2 separate regions of the Anas platyrhynchos genome follow, and region 1 is linked to region 2. The links are chromatin contacts, called in public Hi-C maps. All regions are on one chromosome and are shown on one strand. Each heading gives the region's core, a stretch centred on a gene start, on an enhancer-like site or on the middle of the called end of the contact. The rest is flanking DNA. Distances are from core to core; before and after follow the strand shown.

The links. A called contact is a pair of places that touch in the nucleus more often than the background predicts.
Region 1: a Hi-C map of F5 follicle shows a contact between it and region 2, with 5 times the contacts expected there. The contact joins two enhancer-like sites. A contact is called at or near these places in 2 of 8 Hi-C or Micro-C datasets (F5 follicle and small yellow follicle).

Annotation. Positions count from the first base shown.
Region 1 is chr3:18,215,085-18,218,755 of IASCAAS_PekinDuck_T2T, forward strand. All of the region lies in intron 3 of LOC106014736 (a long non-coding RNA gene), which reads right to left. Among named protein-coding and RNA genes, the nearest start is that of GTF2A1L, 56 kb to the right of the region's middle. Within about 2 kb of position 1,542, at least 4 of the 8 cell types and tissues checked have an H3K27ac peak or open chromatin away from gene starts, as enhancers often do. A contact at or near this core is called in F5 follicle and small yellow follicle, where this site is marked.
Region 2 is chr3:18,062,898-18,066,682 of IASCAAS_PekinDuck_T2T, forward strand. The region is part of intron 1 of FSHR (follicle stimulating hormone receptor); the gene reads left to right. Among named protein-coding and RNA genes, the nearest start is that of FSHR, 87 kb to the left of the region's middle. Within about 2 kb of position 1,859, at least 4 of the 8 cell types and tissues checked have an H3K27ac peak or open chromatin away from gene starts, as enhancers often do. A contact at or near this core is called in F5 follicle and small yellow follicle, where this site is marked.

The DNA of each region.
Region 1 (3,671 bases), core at 292-2,791, 150 kb after region 2:
TTCAGAATTAAAGACATGGGGATTTTTTTTTTTTTTTTTTTATGATGTTGTGTTTTTCCCTTTTCCTCAAAAATCTGGCTTGCAACAAAGCCAGAGAAAGAAGCCAACAACTGTGAGTCAGATAAGGCACTGATATTAGACACTAACTTCACTGACTCCAGTGAGTCCCTCCTTCTGCCACAATGAACTGGCATCAAGAGCAAGCCCCATTCACCACTGTAGTTTTGCCAGTCAGTAAGAAGAGATCCTCATTAACCAAAGAGACTCCTAATTAAGGAGTGCAGCTCAGATCTTTAGCCAGCATTAACTTGCAGTGGTTTATTGACTGTAATTATCTCCAAACTTCTAAAAATTTCTTTTTAAATGTTTGACAGCCACAGTTTCACAGATGTTCCTTTCCTACTGCTCTGGACCTCTCTGCTCGCTCTGCCCTGGTTTTCTATATTTTGTTGACAGATCTGATCTCTGAAAACCATCACTTGCTTCAAAAGTCCCAGTCCATGCTCACTGCCAGAGGCTTTTTTCCCCCCTTTTCAATTTACCATTATATCCTTCCACGAAGGGGGTTACCACATGCAGCACCTCTCTGCCCCTGGGCAGAAGCAGCTCTCCTGCCACACCATATGAGAAGAAAGCACAAGCCCAATGCCACAGAGAGTCACACTGCAACTTCAGTGACTGAGAACATCACTAAGGCAGTCAGTGGAACAAGTATGGTATAAATTTGCACAAGGACCACTGAAAATTAAGACATGATGTTTAAGATCTTTTGTGTGTGCAGCCCCTGCAATATGGCATAAAGATCACCACTGGAGCCTTTGAGTAGACTATACAACACAAAGTGACAGAGGAGCTGGACATTCTTCTCTTTCAAGAAGACAGACTTGTGACATAATGTATGAAATCCACATTTATTTATTTTTTAATATCAGCACCTTGAATATTCAAGCTAATGCCAAGGCAACATTGTGGTAGTTTCTTCAAAGAACATGAGATATATTCTAAATGGATGGTACAAAGGAAGAATTGCAATCTTCATTTGACAAAGAGAAAGAATTCAGATGATAGATTCAAAGATGACCACACTGAAGCGTCTGGCAGAGCCACACAACATGCCCAAGCAACCTGGGTCATCTGTGTTCACACCAAGATGAACCTCCCTCTCTTTCTTCAGCTAAGAGTCACTCTTCTCTTATAAAAAAGAACACCACAAACAGAAACATCAGTTCCTGAAACATCCCATGAATGTGTTCACGTTATCTGGGAAGATTGTACTGACACCTCAAAAAGATGATATATGTGCAAGAAGCATATCTATATGATACAAAGGACACCAGATTGCCTGCTAAGTTATGGAGATGACAGAGCTGCATAACGTTACTGTTGAGTCTAGACAACCCATGTTTATGCTGTTTAGCTACTGGCAGCCATGGATCATAACGAATTATAGGGAAATAGGGATGCTATCCTACAGGGAAGAGCTCCAGAGATATTGGAGAGTGGCAGTGTACTGCAATGTTGCACAAGAATGGTTGCTCAGAGTTTAGTTAAATATAGCCTTTTTCTTGTGGCTATCCAGAGACTTCACCAGCCATAACAGAGATAGGATTATAACCCACAGGCATTGCAAAACTTTGTGCTGAGAAGTCAAAGGAGATAATCAGGTCAAAATGATCCCAACCAAAATCTAGCGATATGAAGGGAGGAGAGATGTGGGGGGGGGGGAAAAAAAAAAAAAGGAAAGAAGGAAAGAATAAAAAACTACTGCCACACACATCTTCAGACAGCAGGAAGGCAACAGTCACAGAGAGATGAGATTCAGCCATTGCTGCCTTTAAGAGACACAGTGAGAGGTAACAGCAGTAACAGCACATGAAACAAGTAGTTTACTGGCATAGAAACAAACGGACAACGTGCACATTCATCTGTTTGCATCACCACATGCTCGTTGTTGCCTTTCTGCTGCAAGTTTCTACCTCACTTTATGAGTACAGCCAGAAAAAAAAAAAAAAAAGATCATAGACATTCTATTTTGATTTGGCCACCTAGGTAAAGCTTACTGCAGACTCCTTACTGAAGCAGATGAGGGAAGTTCACATGATTTTTCATGTTGTCAGACCAGTGGGAGCTGTAGACTGCAGCACACTTGCCATAATGTTCAGCTGCCCAAAGCTAGCATCTAGCAGCTCTGACCAGACCCCAAAGAGTGTATCTGCCTTTCCCCAGAGTAGTCTCTCTTGTCTATAAGCTCTGTGGACCTTCCATCCTGAGAAATAGTCTGAGCAAGCTTGCAAAGAGAAGCAACTCCTACCACATGAGGCTTCAGACAACACAATCCTAGGCCACTTCTTGACAGATAAAAAGTTGATTTGATTTATACTGCTCCTCCTAAATCATAGACAAAACATAAGAGTCTGCCAGTGTGGAGTCAACTGATGATTTTCTGGGCCAAGTTCTGCTCACAGCTATATGAAAACAGATTTGTACATTCATTTAATTGGTATTTACATTAGTGCAACCAAATGAAGAAATTATTCAGTCAACTCTGATCTGACTCTTACACTATGAAAATCAAAAGAAAGAAAGAAAAGAAACTGTTTAAATTGATGATTTTATGTAATAAGCAGCACTATAAAGTCTGAAGATTAGTTTTACAGTCAGAATTTTACTCTTTTTACACACCATGAAATCTATTTATTTTGGAGATAAAACCAGATTTACAGGTTGAGGTTAAACTCATTCACTCAGAAGCCTATAGTCCAGATTCTTTGTTCTGGCTTTTTCCCCTTTCCCCAGTGCCAGCCTGCTGCACCAAGGCAACAGAAGCAAGCATCACCTAGGGAATCCCCAGACTGCATGAGGAGCTGTGTCCCACTATCCCCCAGTGCCATCCGATGGGATGTGCTGCCCACGCCTATAGTGCCACTACCGTATGGTGGCACCTCTAAACTTCAGAGAAATCCCAGTACAATTATTTTAAGCTGGTACAATGCAGACAATCCCTTAGTTGTCCTAAATTATTCTAGAAACTAAGCCTCCAGACAATGGGATGCTCAGACACTTTATTAGGTACCTCTCTGTCCTATCAAACAGTAACCACTTCTCTTCGGTTTTCAGGCCCTTTGTTTCCTACATCAAGGTTATTTTTCTACTCTCTCTTTTACCTTACTGACCCACAAGCTCAGCATCCATATGACTTGCAAGTCAGTGATACCAGCTGTTAGCAGCAAACCACTTCATTTTTAAGTGTGCACTTCCATACTTTCTCCAATATATACCACACCAGAAGCCACTACATGGTCCACATTGAAATCCCATCCTAAGACTTTTCTACAAGTCTTAGGATGGACAGAAGGACAAAAAAGTCACAGCTAGAATTAAGCTGTTCTCACACACAGGCACTGACTCCCAAACGATCTCTTCTCTGCCTAACACTTCTGCCTATTATCTCCCTTCTGTACTTCCAAGTGCTCACCAAGATCTGTTTGTACAGCACTTTGGTACGCTAGGTCTGCATCCCACACTGAATGTTCCTAGGCACAAGTGTAACATGGATCACAAAGAAATCATTAGCAAATCAAAGCAAAGTAAAAGGGCAGATGTTTTTCACCCACTTTCAGCAGACCTGCGCTTTCCCGACACCTCTCAACTTCTACTTGTACAATTAGCAT
Region 2 (3,785 bases), core at 609-3,108:
TTTTCCTCAAGTGTATTTATACTGACATGCTACCAGTGCATCATTACATTTTCCAATTTCTTGTGTGCTTTCCTTGTATCAGTTTCTGTCACTTCACTAGAAGAGCAGCATTGCACAGTAGTGCTACAGTCTAATTTCAAGACAGCTGAGGTGGAGATTTTTGTGAGCATTTCAGTTACAGATAATTATTGGATCTGTTATAGAACCATTTAGGTTGGAGAAGACCTTCAAGATCATCAAGTCCAGACATCAACCTAAATTACTGTGTCCCATCGTTAAGCCACATCCCTTAGTCCTATGTCATCTCTTGAATACCTCCAGGGATGGGGATGCCACCACTTCCCTGGGCAGCCCATTCCAATGCTTGACCACCCTCCCTATGAAGAAATTCTTCCTGACATCTAATCTAAACATCCCCTCACTCAAAGTCATTGCCTCACATCCTATTACTTGTCATCTGAGAAGAGACCGACACCCACCCACCTTACTACAACCTCCTTTCAGGTAGTTATAGGGAGCAATGGGGTCTGCCGTCAGACTTCTTTGTCCAGATTAAACAATCCCAGTTCCCTCAGCCACTTCTCATGTCCTCATAGTTTCTAGTCCTTTCCCCAGCTTCATTGCTCTTCTCTGAAAGCATTCCAGCAACTCAGTATCTTTCTTGTAGTCAGTGACCCAAAACTGAACACAGTACTGGAGATGTGGTCTCACCAGTGCTGAGTACAGAGGACGATCACTTCCATAGTCCTTCTGGCCACACCATTTCTGATGCAAGCCAGGATGGCACTGGCCTTCTTGGCCAGCTGGGCATACTGCTGGCTCATGTTCATCTGGCTTTTGACCAACACCCTGAGATGCTCTTCTGCTGGGCTACTTTTCAGCCACTCTTCCCCAGGCCCATACCACTGCCTGGGTTTGTTATGACTCAAGTGCAGAACCTAGCATTTAGCCTTGTTGAATTTCATCTGATCAGGCTCAGCCCATTGATCTAGCCTATTCAGATCCCTCTGCAGAGCCTTCCTACCCTCATGTAGATCAATGCTCCCACCCAGCCTGTTGTCATTTGCAGACTTAGTGAGGATATACTCAATCCCTTCATCCAGATCATGGATAAAAATGATAAACAAAACTGGCTGCAAGACTGAGCCCTGGGGAATGCCTCTTGTGACTGGCCTCCAACTGGGTTGAACTCTACTCATTATGAATCTTTGAGCCTGGCCATCCAGCCAGTCCTTCACCCAGTGAACTGTACACCTCCCTAAGCCACCTTCTGCAGGAGAATGCTGTGGGAGACAGCCTCAAATGCTTTACTAAAATTGAGGTGAACAACTTCTACAGCCTTTCTCAAAACTCATTACATCTGCATACAGAGTACTAATTGACAGGTTTTCATCCATTATGAGTTTAGCTACTATCTTTGTGCAGTTTCTTAGCTATAGCCCTTCATAAATACGTGAATAAATGTACAGGATATATTTTTGTAAAAGGTACATAGTGTTAATGTTGCAAATAAGATTACTTTGTCTTCCTTCATTTTTATGTATGTTTTTGCGATGTTATATTGTTGTGGCTGAAACCACAGAATTCAGAGTGCATTATTCTAGGACTTTACAGGAAGACTGTACAGCCTGGACATTGAGATATGAGTCTCAATGAAGCACCTGTCAGAGAGTACTTTCCCTTGGGTGTCCTGGTGTCCTGGTCTAGCAGGGACAGCCTTGTAGATTCAGGCTGTGGACTTGCAGCAACTGCTGCTTGCCATTTTGTTTGTCTGTCATAGGTATGAACTGTCTGGATGAAGTGCTGTATGGTACTAGAAAACAGGGAATGTGGCTCTTTGTTCAAGGCTTTTTTTTTTTTTTTTTTTTTTGTCTGTGTCAGGCTGCCAAGAGGCGGCCTTGGTTCTAGGCATAGGTTCATCAGCTTGGTGTCCTCCAGGCTGAAGAAACGTAGTTGTGATTATCAGCTAAAATAGGGAATGAGGCAGGGGTTGCTTCAGAAGTTCCTGCTTGCACCTACCTGAAGATTTCTGTGTTCCTCAGAAAGCTTGCTAACCTTTGCTTTTGAAGGACTAGCAGGCTGCTGTTCTCTATAAAGGAATTTATACATTTCTGTAAAGCACTTTATGCTGGTATCCTACTTTTATGAACAACATCTCTGGGCTTTAGCTTATGTTGAATAGAAATACTCAGTATTTCATGGGTCCAAACTCTATGGATTCATGTGGGCTTTCAACCTTAGAAACCCACAAGATCCAGAAGCTTTAATATTCAATGTGATGTCAACTGCTTTTCTTAAAACACTCCAAAGACTAAAGACAGTGCACCTAGAATAGATGGAGGCCTAAATTTCACCTTTGGCATTAAGTATAACATCATTGTAGGAGTTTCTGTGGCACTGAGCCCTTCCAACAGCATCCATATTTCAGTAGCTGCTGCCACAGAATCCGATGACCCTGCTTCTGTGTTAGCATGCCTTACAGCACACTTCCAAATTATGCTTGGTTTGCATGTTCATCCAAATGTTATTCCCTCTTGTTTATTTAAAAAGAAAAGTCCGTGGATCTTATTGAAAAAGTGGTAGCTGAAAATAATTTCTGGGGAAAAGAAGGTGTCAGACCAGTTCCTGCCATCCTAATGCTAAAGTAGCCATACTCACTATGTCAGAGGCTACTTATGCCAAATAAATGAATAAGCATCTGAAACACCTGTGTGTTTCAGGTAATTACCCTTGAATGAAGGAAGCAGGAAAATCAAAAGGCATACACAAAGGCAGATAATAAGTTAGTTGTGTCTTTCTGTACTTTCTTTACGTATTATTTGTTCTCTTGTAACTTAATATACAGACCCTAAATATTGATTTGGTGAATTATATCTTATACAAACCGTGACTTTTGCCAAAAGCAGCATTAAATAATCTTTTCAATAGTAGAGTCTAATAAACAAAGCCCAGGAAATAGATGTCTTTTGCAACTGTCAAACTCAGAGCAAATGTTCATTTTCTCATCACTAAGAAAGTGCTAGAAAATGACCAAGATCATGCTAGCTATTGCTCAATCTATTTGCAAGAATAGATGTAAATATTACCTTAAATAAGGAAGAAAAGAAAAAGAAAAAAAAAAAGTGCTTGCATAGTGAGATGAAATAAACAGAAGTACTGATCATTTACCAAGCACTACATCTAATCCAACAGCTCAAAGGGTATAAATTAGTGGTACATTTTCTCAGAAAGCTAGTAACACCAATAACCATTCATTCTTTCATATTTTTGCAAGAACTTAAACTTAACTTAAACTTTTTTTAAAAAACGTAAGGGACCTTTTACCATGTAAGATAGAGGGAAAAAAATGGAGATCCTGCAAGGAACCTATAATTAGAAGAGATCTTAAAGTAATGATACAGGCCTTTGAAACAAAGCTGTATGTAGGTAAAGATTCTGCAATGGTAAATGTGAAACTTTACAATGACGTTTTAGGTTCAGTAGTGACACTGACTGTCATTTTTACTGGCCCTAAAGCAAAACCAAACATAGTTAACCAAGTCTCTTGCAGTGGATTCTATCAGCTAGATAAGATGTGCAGCACTTAATGTACAGTACATTTGCTGATTGTAGATGTCGCTGGAGAAGAATGTGAGGCCAACTCTTTTTTTTTTTTTTGTTACAAACTCTGATCAGGATGATTCCATCTCTCCAAAGAAAGATTATCATTATGTTCCTGATTAGTTTAACCTCTGTTCCCATTATTTGGGCTTATGCATGTGATAAAAGGTCTATCCAATACACAT